Linked DNA regions of Mus musculus: all the other regions are linked to region 3. Evidence: chromatin contacts called from public HiChIP or PLAC-seq and promoter capture Hi-C data. All regions are on one chromosome and are shown on one strand. Each heading gives the region's core, a stretch centred on a gene start, on an enhancer-like site or on the middle of the called end of the contact. The rest is flanking DNA. Distances are from core to core; before and after follow the strand shown. Region 1 holds the start of Rassf3 (Ras association (RalGDS/AF-6) domain family member 3). Region 2 holds the start of Gns (glucosamine (N-acetyl)-6-sulfatase). Region 3 holds the start of Helb (helicase (DNA) B). Region 4 holds the start of BC048403 (cDNA sequence BC048403).

Region 1 (3,455 bases), core at 571-3,070, 1.4 Mb after region 3:
CAGTAAGTACTAGGCAAGCTACTAGCTACATCCCCAGCTGCCGCTTCAACTACTAAAAAGCAGGAACAAGATTCTTGACTTCCAACCACAGCATTCTGGCTGGACCCCCGTGGAGGGGACTCCCACACCGGTAGAATTCAAGAACCCCCTGGTTTTCTGGAAATTACCAGGCACTTCTGGAATACAAGTCAAACTGGCTCAAGCTCTTTACAAGGCAAACGGGAGGGGAATATGTAAAGTGGTGAAGAACCCCAATGAGGGAAAAACTAGATGAGAAAGGGGGAAAAGGCCATTTCTTGTCTGCCCCACAGGAGGTAGGCCAGGCAGTGTGGGAGTGGGAGTCGTGGGTAATCTCTGACTTCCAAATTCCCCCATTAGCACATTCTACTGAAAATAAAAGGTCACCCTAGTAAACGGAGCAACCTGAAGTCTGAGGATAAAGGCATGCTACCACCCACCCTAGCTAGCCCTTCACTAGGGGACTAGTTGTTAGCAATAATGACCTCATCCTAGCCTTTCACCCTCCTCCTCCTCTTAGTTTGGAAATCTAATAGACCAAAAAGCCTAGAACTTCCAAATCTGATAAAGGAGTTTTACTTTAGAAAACAACGGCCTGTTAAACTTAAAAGGGTTGGCAAGGGCAGTCTGGGCAGAGATTTCTCTCCACCAAAATCCCCATCACTGGGCCTCTGAACGATTAGTTTCTCTTGTTTTTCATCTCCAGAGTTGACAGAAACCTCTGGTGTGCGTCTGTGGTGTTTTTAGGAGCAACAAGTTTGTTCCGTTAAAGCTCCTATATCTGACGAGAGCGTGGCCGAGCTGGCCAGGCTCCCTGGTGCGGCTTCCAGGGCCAGAAGGCCACCGGTTAAGCGCCGACCTTACAAGTCCGGCCAAAGTGCCCCATTTGGAAGACGCCCCTAAAAAAAAATAATAATAATCCCTGTCCCGATCTGTGAAACTGGCACAACTTCCCGTACTGTCTTTTCCCAAGCCACGCTTCCCACGGCACCCTTCCTCCAAAAAAGGAAGAAATCGGCGTAAGGCTCAGCCCTCTGGAGCTAAGTCTACCCAGGACGTCCGCAGGACCCGCAAACCGGACCTGATGAGACCCAGACTTTAGTGAGCACCGACGATCGCCCGGTCCCTTTACCCTGCAGCTTGCCCGCACCGGGGCTGCTCGGTCACTTTGGGCTATTGCGTGCCCTCAAGCCACTCAGGGCCATCGAGCAAACTGCAGCTAGAAGCAAACTGCAGCCAGGACGGCGCGGTGACCCGGCCGTCGCCCCGAAGGGCTGTCGGGGGAGCCATCCCGAGTGGCCCGGGGACCTCCCGGCTCTTTGGAGCTGCTCCCGCAGCCGGCGTCCCCCAAGCAGAGAGGCCCAGGCCATCTGGCTCCGCGCCCTTCCACCTCCTTCCTTCGCCTCGGGCGGCCCACGCCCACTGCACAGGCTCCCAGCACCTTTCAGGCGCCGAAAGGGCAAAGGCCACTCTCAGAGCCCCGCAGCCCTCGGGCGAGCATCGCCCAGCGCGGGCGCAGACACGTGGAGCCAAGACCCCCGAGCACGCCACTCACCGGCTGACCCGAACGGGACTTGCCCGGAGGCGCTCTCCTGAAGAAGGAGGTCCTGGCGGTGAAGAAAAAGTCCTCGTCCTCCTCGAGGCTGCTGTAGCCGCTGCTCATGCTGCTGGTCCGGTTGCGCGCAGGGGGCCTCCCCGGGGCGCAGGCGGCCAGGCCGGGGTGCGGCGCCCGCCCGCCCCGTGAGGTTCCCGGCGCGCGGCCCCGAGCCGCCGGCAAGCCGTCCTGCTGCAGCTGCAGCCGCCGCTCAAGCCGCCGTCTGGTCCCCTCCCGCAGGATCAGCCGCCCTCTCCGGGCGCCTCCCGGCTCTGGTGCGCCACGACCCCGCCCCCTCCTGGACCCAGCCCCCCACGCCTGGCAAGGCCCCACCCACCTCAAACCAGACCCCGCCCAGCCAAGACCCCGCCCCCAGCCCGTCAAGGACCCAGCACACGCCACGCCCCTGCTACCAAGGCCCCGCCCAGGCCCCGCCCCACGGGCCTCCGCTGCTGCGTCCTGCCCAGCTCCGCGCGCGCAGGTGGGGCCCCGCCCGCGGCCCTCAGCCACGCCCCTCCGTCCTAGCACCGGTGGACTGTTGGAGGAAGGTGGGTTCGAGCACCGCCCCTGCTGGAACAGTTCTCCCGAGGGCTTCCCCAACCTCCCGGAATCTGCAAACTCCTCAGTGATTTCCCGTCACTGGAGCCGAAGTTTTGGAGAGGGCGGCAATATAATGGAGAACTTTTCCCACTCTCCTTCGGGCTCGGCCTTGGTGGAAACGGTCTGGGTCGAGGGGGTCGAGCCACGCGTGCGGCTGGCCCCTCCCAAACCGTTATAAGTTAGCAGAGGTGGGTGGGGTAAGAGCGACTGGGTTGTGCTTATTTGAAAGAAAACATCCTCTCTGGTTCTTTTGAACTTCGGTGGTAAAGCTTTCCCGCCTCCCTGTGGCGAAGGCGTGTCCCAAATGTGGATGGCTAAAGCAGTTGAGAATTTGGGGGACAAATTTCATAATCACCGAACAATCCAGTACTTTTAATTTAAATGCACTTTGGAAATGTCGCCTCCCACAAGCAACCTTACATGGTCACCCCATGGGGGAGCAAGTAGATTAGACCACTCCGTTCTCACCCACACAACAAAAAACAAGGTTTCCCTTCGGGAATCTGCTAAATTTTTAAAATGCGACTTTTTTTTTTTTTTTTTTTTTTTGCTTAGGGTGACCTGGGGGGTCGTTTTCCCCTTGGCGTGATGGAGTTGACTTGAGTCCTACTAACTTGCTTGCAAGAGACCTTGATGGGAAAGAGGGTTTGAAGCTTTAAGGCTGCTATGATATGCAGGCCGTAGCAGAATTTTTGTTTTGTTTTTTAAGGAGTTTTTTAAAAGAGAAACTCGTCATTGCTTATGGCTAAGCCCTTTTCTCCTCTACTCCCCCAGTGCTGTGACTAAAACATAAAGGTAGCAGTCGCCTTCAGGCTGAGACCCGCTGCTTCTGTGGCGTTTTTGTGTACCCTTCCTGGAATCAGGACTGAGTGCCTAATCGTCACTTGAGAACGAGAAGGGGGGAAAGCCAGACCGGAGAGAAGTCTGGGACAAGGGAAAGAAATGGCTCCTGTGTAGTTCCTTCCTCCCTCGGGCAGAAAGAAGGCTGACTTATCTGCCTTCCTGCAGATTTATTCACGTGTTCAGCATGCAAACTGGCCTTTCACTCCAGGGAACTCACCCCCAGAGGGGCCTTAGAGTCACAGCCTATTTTAAAGCCCTTACTTGAAAGACTTCTTCCCAGGCACCACTCGACTATGGATGACTAGAAAGCAGAGTCTGGCTTTACTCTTCCTTTAGCCGGAAAGCCTTACTTTACAGGTTCCTTGTGTACTTAGGAGCCAAATGTAAGAGAAGAGGACAA
Region 2 (3,222 bases), core at 447-2,946, 1.3 Mb after region 3:
CAGCGAGACTCTTTTTCTTTAGACAGGTTCTTATAGCCTAAGCCCAGGTTAGCCTCAAACGTATAATCCTCTTTCTCCCAGTGTCCTAAGAGCTGGAATTGCGAGTATTTGCCATCATGGCTAGGGGAAAACTGTCTCTGATTTTTCTGCACGAGGCTGAGTTCCTTGGATCTTATTTTCTCAAAATTTAGACGTTTTGAAGCTATTATTTCATTTAAAAAATTATTTCTTCTTTTTCTAACTCCAGTCCTGTGAGTGGTGGACTACATTGTCGTGTCTCATAGGTCACAGAGATCCTATACATTTTTATTGTATATTATATTAATTGTACAATACTGTATGTTATTATAAACTATCTGCTTTATTTTTAGATGTAAAATAAAAAAAAGAAAAATACTTTTCGAAGGTTCTGTGTCCAGTTGTCTGACAGATGTCTCAGTGGTTAAGAGCACATGGTACTCTTGCAGAGGACCCATGTCAACTCCCAGGAACCCTCGTGGTGCCTCACAACCATTTGTAACTCCAGTCCCAAGGGTCAGACGCTCTCGTTGACTTCCCCAGGAACTAGGCAAGCATAGTACACATACATGCATGCAGACAGACACTCATGCACATAAATCTTTTAAAAAGAAATCGCAAAGGTGTGAGTCCAACACACAATCAACTGGCAAATGGCTGTACCTTCTTTTGTTCTGCATAGAACAGTGCTCACTTGGTATATCGTGCATTGACCTCGCAGGAATCCCTAACAGCAACTTAACTTTTTAGCTAACTTAAAATATTTTTTGAGGTTTCATTCAACAAAGGATGTGTTGCTACTGGTCGTGCACTTCTTTTCTTTTTTAAGATTTATTTATTTATTTATTTATTTATTTATTATAAGTACACTGTAGCTGTCCTCAGACACAGCAGAAGAGGGCATCGGATGTCATTACAGATGGTTGTGAGCCACCATGTGGTTGCTGGGATTTGAACTCAGGACCTCTGGAAGAGCAGCAGTTAGTACTCGTAACCACTGAGCCATGCACTTCTAAGTTTCCAAGAAGGCTTGCAAAAACTCACCAAGTAGGACTGGCCAAGATGCCAAGGCACCTGCCGCCAAGCCTGAGGGCCTGAGTTAGATCCCCTGCACTCACTCCACAGAAAGAAAGCACTGACGCCCGCAAGATGCCCTCCGACCTCCACACACGTGCCGCGGAAGGTGCGTGAGCACGCAAAACCCACAAAAATAAATGTAAATTAAAGTGTGATTAAAACTTGAAACGTTGACCAGAGCTCCTAGCGTCGTAAAGACGTTCCTAAATTGTTTGAAAGTACATGCCAGCCGAGGAAAGTGGAATAACAACAGCTGAGCCAAATGAGAACTTCACCTCGACAGGTGAAAAGTCAAAGGACACAGGCAGAGCTGTCCATTAACCCCAGGACTGGCCGGGACTTTAACCAGCAGCTGATCTTGTGTTCACAGCACGTGCGCTGCTTCACTCTGGAGGGAAGATGAGCGGACTGACTCCTGTCTTCATCTCCGGTGCTCTGTCCTTCCTCCTGCAGCATCAGGAGCAGGCCTAACCAGTGGCGAGGCCAGGCTCCGCGCGGTCCTAGCTCTGTCCAGCCCTGCCCAGCGCCCGGGCTCTCCGCCGCTCCCCAGGCCCCGCCCACGGCCGCCCGTCACGTGACGACGCGCCCCGCCCCCTGCCCCGCCTCACGTGATCTCGCCTAGGGAGAGAAAGCCTGACCCCGTCTCCTGCGCTCACCGGCGTCTCTCCGCAGCTCTCGGTTCCCCCGCGGAGCTTGGCCGCCATGCGGCTCCCTTCGGCAGCCGGGCCCCGGCCGGGCCGTCCCCGCCGCCTGCCGGCGCTGCTGCTGCTGCCGCTGCTGGGAGGCTGCCTGGGGCTCGTGGGGGCGGCTCGCAGGCCCAACGTGCTGCTGCTGCTCACCGACGACCAGGACGCGGAGCTCGGCGGCATGGTAACTCGTGTCCACGCCCTCCCCTTGCCCCTTTGCTGGGCCGCTTGGCCGTGGGTGGCTGTGCGCGGTCACTCCGGGCCCTCCGGGAGCTTGGACGAGTCATGGGACCCGGCTTCCTCCCCCGAGCTCACCCACAGGCTCGCACCGTGCGCACGGTGCCTCCAGCCTGGACCTTACTGCTGCAGTGGACACTCGCCGCTCAGGGCAAACCTGTGGAGGCCAGTGATTGATTAGGGAGATCCGAGGCCACGTCAGCCCTCTTCACGGAGGACCTGGGACGTCGGCATCCGTGCTTCTGTGGTGGCTATAAAAGTGGGTTTGTAGGCTGTCGAGCTGTTATTGACAGAGAGTGTTTTTGCTTAAGAAGCATCAAAACCAAAATCAATTGGCCTAATCGAACAGTTGGCTGAGGCATTACTGTCAGGGCTCCAATTTAGGTCTAATGGGTGTTAGTCATGAAGACTGCATTTCCTTCCCAGTCACTTCTGCTCTTTCGAGGTTCCGGAATTTGACCTTTGGGAACATGAACGCCAATCTCCATCCATTGGTGCTCTAGGGATTTGCCCAAAGCACTGAGCGGGAGGAGGCAGATTAGGACCAACCCTCCAATGGTATTCCGTCCTGGGTCAGCATTGCTCTCACTAAAAAGGAAAAAGAAACAAGTCGAGACTCTCTCCCTCTTTCGGTTCTCCTTCTGCTTTCAGCTGATTGCGGTAGCTGTGAAACCTCTAAGCAGGAGGGTCCTACTTTTTCCTGTGTGGTCATTAACCCTGGCTCAATGTCCTTCAAGTTGCTGGTCCCAGCTGATCAGTGAGTTGTGAAATGAGTCTAGTGAGCCAACATTTTGGTTTTCCACGTGTCACATGTGATAATGGTTAGCAGAGCCTGTGTATTTCTGGGCTGGGCAGTAACACTTTGCCTTCCGCGAACTGTCTTTTTCTAGATGGTGTTCTGTTACCAATCCCCTTGGCCCTTCTCTATATCTACATAGATCCCATTCATCGCCTTGTTGCTGTTGTGGTATCCCCTGAGCCATAAGGATGTTGAATCTCTTCTCCCCTCCCACCCTGCTGGAGGGCCTGCTAAGCCAGTTCTCTCTCAGAGCGAGCCCCCACCCCCTGTACCAAAAGTCTTGACTTAATTCCCTCTTAGGTTTTATTATCCCTCCCTCCAACAGTTCCCATAGCTCTCTTCTCTTTCTTTCTCTTTCTCTTTGCTTTATTTCGTTTGTTTGGTTGTGTTTTGTTTCGTTTTGAG
Region 3 (3,365 bases), core at 292-2,791:
AAGCCATGAATCTGATTCTTCTAAATCCAGTCTCCCTATTACCGCCGCCTTAGCCAGTATCAGCCTTTATGTAGGTCTTAAAGAATTTTCCATGGTGCCTCCCTCTGCATGAAGTTACTCAGAGGTACATGCTGCTCCTGGCCAGTTCCTACAGTTACCACAGAGCTCAGCTCAGCGGACTTCTTTAGCAAAGCCGTGTCTGCATCTCATGAATGTCACTTCTCCAAGTGCTGTCTGGTACTAAGTACTAAGTTGGGGTTACTTCTCTGATTAAAGAATGTCTGCCTAGGTGCTATAGACATGATGGCTCAGCCAAGAGCACTGGCTGCTCTGCCAGAGGTCCTGAATTCAATTCCCAGCAACCACATGGTGGTTCGCAATCATCTATAATGGGATCTGATGCCCTCTTCTGGTATGCAGGTATAGATGCAGATAGAGCACTCATGTACACAAAATAAATAAATCTCAAAAAAAAAAAAAAACCAAAATGGCTGCTTAATTCACAAGTAGTATTTCCACTGAGACAGCAACTTCGCCATTTTCTCTCCCTGGCCTGTCCCAGTAGCAAATGCTTGGCCAGGATAGCCAGTTACACTTCCATCAACATGTAATCCTTTCTATTTAATTTCAAACACAGCCAAAGTTGTGTTTAAATTGCCAATGGTCAGTTGCCACACATGGTCCTGGTCAGCAGCTATTACTGTACTAGACCATGAAAATACAATGTGTGTGTGTGTGTGTGTGTGTATGAACATGTATGTGTGAATGTGTGGGCATGTATATGTATGTGTAAGTGTATGTGTGTAAATGTGTATGAGTGTGTTTATGTATGTGTGTATGTATATGTGTAAATCTGTGTGTATGTGAGTGTGTGTGTGTGTGTGTGTGTGGCCGTGTGTTTCCGCGCGCTTGCTCTTTTTCTCAAAGTTGCTTAACAGCAACTCCGTCTCTTATTCAGCCAGCGTGGTACAATAATTAAAGGATTCTGTTTCTGGGTGGGAATGAGGGTGCATCTATTTCCTCGACTGTAAAACTACCCCCAACTGTTAACTTTAAGCGAGACGATATATGAAAAAACCAAGCTTAACACAGTATGTGCTCTGAGTCATTACGACTATTACTACCACATCTAAGTACGGTGAAGCAGCCAGTCACACCACAGGTCTGTCTGTCAACAGTCAAGGACGCTGGGTGCCGGGCAGTGAGAATCGAAAATACTTCTTTGACCCCTGCCAACCCGGCCCGGCTGGCGCTGGCTCACCTCGCGCGCGCCCAGGGAGGCTGCCCGCCTTGATGCCCCCGCTGCAGAGTTCCTCGGCATCCACAAACTCCTCCTCCTGCTCCCCCTCCTCCTCCTGCGCACAATCCTCCTCCTCGTCGTCGCTCTTGTACGGGTGCAGAGGGCCCAGGAGCTCGCGCAGACGATCCTGCCTAGCCATTATCTCTTCGGCGAACTTGGCTCAAAACAACTCTACAAAACCTGGCGCGCGGTGTCCAAAACTGCAACCAATCAACTCGACCCGGGTAAGCCGGTCAGCTTCCGGGAACATCCAGGAGGCGGGCGGTATGGGGGCGTGGTCTGAGCGATGCTCCGCCCCAAAGGAGGAGACTGGTGACAGGCGGGACCAGCAGGCTGGGAGGTACCACGGCGGGCTGGCTGCTGACAGTTTCAGAACTGCTCTTTTTAGAGGTGCTGGGCGTTTCCTGCGGAGAAGGAGACGTGGTGAAAGGTCACGACTCTTGGGCGCAGAGAACCCCGGGAAAGCAGGGCATCCTCTGCCCGCTCTCTTAAAAAGAACACAGCAGAGGCCTCTAAAGACCTTGGGGCACTACCCAAAAGAGTGAATCTCCAATCCGGAGAGCGTGGTGGCGACGGCTAGGTGCCTCCTTACACGTAAAAGCGCCGCGGAGAAGTTGAATTTACATCATGTAGGGAGGGCATTTATCCAAGTAGATAACTAGGTCCCTTTGTATATATCCTCTGCATTGGGAGTTAAAGTTGTGATGTACTTTCTCATTTTTAATGCATGACCTGGGTTGTCCATTTTTATGCTTTTCCCGCTTTGGAAACCACTGGCTTTCTTTCCCGTTTATATACTACTCTCCTCGACTTCTTTTTGTTTTGTTTTGTTTTGTTTTGTTTTGTTTTGTTTTGTTTTGTTGTTTTTTCGAGATAGGGTTTCTCTGTGTAGCCCTGGCTGACCTGGAACACACTCTAGGTCCACCGCCCTAGTTCCTGTTTTCAGTAAAGCAAAAGGTGGGGACTTGTAGCCCAGAGAATATGCAGACTTGAGATAGAAAAAAAAAGAACAGCCGGGCTTGGTGGCGCATGCCTTTAATCCCAGCACTAGGGAGGCAGAGGCAGGCAGATTTCTGAGTTCGAGGCCAGCCTGGTCTACAAAGTGAGTTCCAGGACAGCCAGGGCTATACAGAGAAACCCTGTCTCGAAAGAAAAAAAGAAGAAAAGAAAAAAAAAAGAACAAAAGCTGAATACTGCGGCCGCGGTTCTCTAGATGGATAGTGTTTAAAAGTCGCGGTGCCCTTTAAGGGGCGCTATAAAATACTATTTTACTTTAAGGTTATTGTTTATTATGTAATTATCCTAACGTTAATCCTAAAAACTATGTTTTTATTAAACCCCAAAGCTGTGTTGCTGGTTTCTAATAAAGGCATTTGTCATACCCAAATGTCACGTGCATAGGATCAACCATAACGAATACGCACAGGCATCTTTCTTTTAGATTCCTTTTTTTTTCATGTGCGTGAGGTTTTTTTTTTTTTTTTTTTTTTTTGCTAGCATATGTGTCTGTGCACTCTGCATACCCAAAGCAAAACTTCCAGGCTGTATACTTAGTTGTCACGTGGGTGCTGGGAATGGACCTATCTCTGGAAGAGCAGTTAGAGCCATCTCTCTATCCCTCTCTATAGCATTTTCCCTAGTATCTGAGGAGGTCAGAAATCACCCCCCCCACAGATGTAGAGGGACTGTGGTATAATGTGTTTTGAGAAAAACTGAACTAATCTTCCCCTAAGGTATATTGGTAAATATTCCTGGGAGGAAAACTTTGTTTCCAAGGCTCTGCTACACAGTTTGAATTACTACCAGTAACCAACTGGAGACAATTGTCTTACTTAGTTGCCTATTTAACATATCAATGCTACCTGGCTGCCAGGTTCTCCCTGCATCCCTTAGCCCCAGCCAGTTACAGGATAAGGCTAGCACACCCCTCCCCTTGTCTTGAACGTCTCCAGCCCATGAGCTTTGCTTCCCTTCCCTGTATAATTCCGCCTTTTGTTTACCCTGTGCTCTCCATTGGCCACTTGGCCTGGGCCACCTTGGTGGGCCGCTCCTCTCTTGCTCGTTC
Region 4 (3,231 bases), core at 612-3,111, 1.6 Mb after region 3:
GGGGCAGGGTTGGGAGGTGGGTCGGTCCATAAGTGACTGCTGTGCAAGGACCTAAAATCAGATCCTCCATAAAAGCTGGGCTTGAGACAAATGTTTGTAACCTGGGCTGTGGGTGGGTCAAGACTGTTGGATCCCTCGAGCTCATAGGCTAGCTAACCTAAACAATCTGTGGGCTCTAGGCTCAACGAGTGACCCGTGTTAAAGAAAAAGGGAGGGGAAAATTAAGAAAGACACCTGAAACAATAATATCCGGTCTCTACATGAAAGCACATACTGAGTATGTGCACTCAAACACACAGGCACACACTCATGTGAACACATGCCCCTACAACACACACACACACACACACACACACACACACACACACACACACACATTCCTGCTTGTTCCAGCCCCACTCACTCTGGCCCAAAGATTTATTTATTTATTATATGTAAGTACACTGTAGCTGTCTTCACACACACCAGAAGAGGGCGTCTGATCTCATTACAGATGGTTGTGAGCCACCATGTGGTTGCCGGGATTTGAACTCAGGACCTCCAGAAGAACAGTCAGTGCTCTTAACTGCTGAGCCATCTCTCCAGCCCACATAACAATATTTGAAACTTATTTTGGGTCTGGGTATCATTGACACACAGTAGGCAGAGGCCTCGGACTATTCAAGACCAACTCTCTCTACACAGACCCTTCAGCAGAAAGAAGTTTCACTTCATAAGGAGTATAGTAGTTAGCCTGCATTCTTTTGAATGGTTCAATTGGGTATAAAAATTGCATTTCATATTTCTCTTGAGACTAGTATGTACATAGCCTTTCAAACACGTGTTTTTGTGTGAGTATACCTGCGTGCTCATGTGGAAGTCAGGGGATAACGTGCAGGACTCAGCACTCCTCATGTAGGTTTCTAGCATCTGACTCAGAGCCTCAGGCAGGGCAGCGAGTGCCCCTACACAGTCATCTCAACAGGTCCATAACCTCTCGTTTTTACTGGTTAGAAAGAGATCTTGGCCCATTAAAACTTAAAACATTAGCCCTTTGTCTGGCATACCCTGTGACTATTTTTCCTAGGTTTGCATTATGTGAGAAGAAGGACTTTTAGGGACTGGGAAGAAAGCCAAAGGAAGATGAAGAGAGGAGTGTAAGAGAGAGAAGGAGAGATGGACATGGTCAAAGCATGATATATTCATGCGTGGAAATGTCCCAGTGAAACTCTCTAATTCGTACAATTTATACGTGAAATATTTCAAAGCACACTTGTGAGCTGAGATGGTTTAGTGTTCTTAAATGTCGTATGAACGTGTGAAGAAACTGCATGACAAAATGCACCGATTTCATGGGAAGTCATTCCTGACTCTGAGAACCCCCGCAAGGAAGCTTCATGGAGTTGGAGATGGATGGGCAACTCTGAAGAGAGTTGTAGCTCTGGAAGCTGACCGACTCATGCAGATCTGACTTAGCCAGGTATGTTAACTGATGGCGTGTGTCGGTTTGAAAACTAGGCGACTAGCTATGAACTCCTGTCTGGCTTCCATCTGACAACCTTGGTGGTGTAAGGGCTGATAAGGCTTCTGGCTCTGATGGACACGCAAGAGCTGACGTCAAGCCCGTGTGACGTCATCCGCGCTAAGGCGCTGGCCTCCAGGGGCCTCCGGAGGGCAGGAGACGTCCCGGGGCTGGAGGTGGCTCCGCTGCAGGTCTCTGGCTCTGGAAGCTCAGGTTCCTAGGCTTGGTAGCCACCTCCACCTTTCACCTCCGCCACGCCCTCTGCGAGCCCCGGGAGCATCCCGCCGCCAGCCGGCTCGCCCGCCCCGCCGCGGGCACGCGCACGCACGCAGCTGCGCACGCGCGTCCCCCTCAGAACCCGGAAGTGCGAGCGGAGCCACGTGGGTGGAGCTGGCGCGCAGGTCGCATGGGGGAGTCTATCCCGCTAGCCGCCCCGGTGCCGGTGGAACAGGCGGTGCTGGAGACGTTCTTCTCTCACCTGGGTATCTTCTCTTACGACAAGGCCAAGGACAATGTGGAGAAGGAACGAGAGGCCAACAAGAGCGCGGGGGGCAGCTGGCTGTCGCTGCTGGCGGCCTTGGCGCACCTGGCCGCGGCTGAGAAGGTCTATCACAGCCTCACCTACCTGGGGCAGAAACTAGGTACCTCCGCCCCGCCCCTGCCCCTGAGGAGGAAGGAAAGGGGGTGCGCTGCCTGGTCTGCTTGGCTTGGGTGCCTCGTCACTCCCAGCGGCAGGCTCCACTCTGCCCAGGTCTCCTCCCACCGGTGCCCCTTCTTCCCTAGTGTGCCGCAAGCTCCGCCCACCGGCCTGTGCCATCGCTGCCTAGGTGGACTGGGAGGATGCTCTTCCCTGGGCATGCTCCAAACCCCGTGGGTTTACGGTTTTGCACCGTGCATGGACTGGTTTCATAAATGACAAGTTAACCAAGTTCTGTGTCCCCGTTCTAACTCACTAGTTAGACCTCACTGCGGTCTGAGGAGCAAAAGCAGGCGATGGAAGCTAGGTGTGTTAATAAATGCTATTTTGTCTGGCCTCTTATACAGAGGGGCGTCCTGTCCCCTCTTCAGATCCTGGCCAGGAAGGGCAGGAATTATGCAAAACCTTAACTGGAGAAGCGTTAAGGGACAGGATAGTGAACACTGCTAGTCCTCATGTAAATTTTAACCCTCAAAATAAGATGCAGGACTACCACTACAAGAAACAGTCGGCTTCATAAAAGCCAAGGGCTGTGCATTCAAAGTATTACCTTTAATAATAATGACAAATGATAGCTGACTACCAAAAAATTGGAATAGGCAGTTGTAATACTTAGGTTTCTTCTTGACCCTTTAGTTATTACAAGTTGGAGGGCCTTTCGTGAGTGAAGGATACACATCTCTGGCATCAAAGAGAGTGAGAGTGTACGTTACATATAGAGTTGATCCCCTTCTATTGCCAGGTAGCTCGCTGAATACTGAACGTTTGGTAAACACTCTGGGCAAAGGACTTTCTGAGATGATAAGGCCTGTAGCTTTTCAAATGATTGTTACTTAGTTATTGGTAAAAAGTGGCCAGAGATTTTACTCTGTTTTTCTCTAATGGGCCCAAAGGTGCAATTGCTATTACAGGGTTACTGTCCTGTTTTCTACAGTGTAGTGAGTTGGGTATGCATTTTATGGGAGGTGGTGGGTCTCAAACCTGAACACACCTGCCTTGAATAACCAGATTGAGTGTGTGTGTGTGTGTGTGT

The links. Promoter capture Hi-C pulls out the DNA fragments that hold promoters and counts their contacts. HiChIP or PLAC-seq counts read pairs in DNA pulled down with a chosen protein or histone mark.
Region 1: a promoter capture Hi-C map of the C10 cell line shows a contact between it and region 3, with 4 times the contacts expected there. The contact joins the promoter of Rassf3 here to the promoter of Helb in region 3. A contact is called at or near these places in 2 of 39 promoter capture datasets (the C10 cell line and the SN4741 cell line).
Region 2: a contact with region 3 is called in a FOXA1 HiChIP or PLAC-seq map of pancreatic cancer cells. The contact joins the promoter of Gns here to the promoter of Helb in region 3. A contact is called at or near these places in 4 of 39 promoter capture datasets (the 3T3-L1 cell line, the C10 cell line, hippocampal neurons and 1 more), 1 of 115 datasets of contacts at active chromatin or transcription factors (pancreatic cancer cells) and 1 of 9 other capture datasets (adipose tissue).
Region 4: a contact with region 3 is called in a promoter capture Hi-C map of pre-B cells, with 2.6 times the contacts expected there. The contact joins the promoter of BC048403 here to the promoter of Helb in region 3. A contact is called at or near these places in 3 of 39 promoter capture datasets (liver, neutrophils and pre-B cells) and 1 of 9 other capture datasets (liver).

Annotation. Positions count from the first base shown.
Region 1 is chr10:121,474,430-121,477,884 of GRCm38.p6, forward strand. It overlaps Rassf3 (Ras association (RalGDS/AF-6) domain family member 3), which reads right to left and starts at 1,821. Exons shown (of 5, transcript NM_138956.3): 1 at 1,574-1,821. The coding sequence starts at 1,681.
Region 2 is chr10:121,363,394-121,366,615 of GRCm38.p6, forward strand. Gns (glucosamine (N-acetyl)-6-sulfatase) reads left to right here and starts at 1,697. Exons shown (of 14, transcript NM_029364.4): 1 at 1,697-1,965. The coding sequence starts at 1,798.
Region 3 is chr10:120,111,424-120,114,788 of GRCm38.p6, forward strand. Helb (helicase (DNA) B) reads right to left here and starts at 1,542. Exons shown (of 13, transcript NM_080446.2): 1 at 1,262-1,542. The coding sequence starts at 1,439.
Region 4 is chr10:121,738,069-121,741,299 of GRCm38.p6, forward strand. It overlaps BC048403 (cDNA sequence BC048403), which reads left to right and starts at 1,862. Exons shown (of 3, transcript NM_173022.3): 1 at 1,862-2,142. The coding sequence starts at 1,908.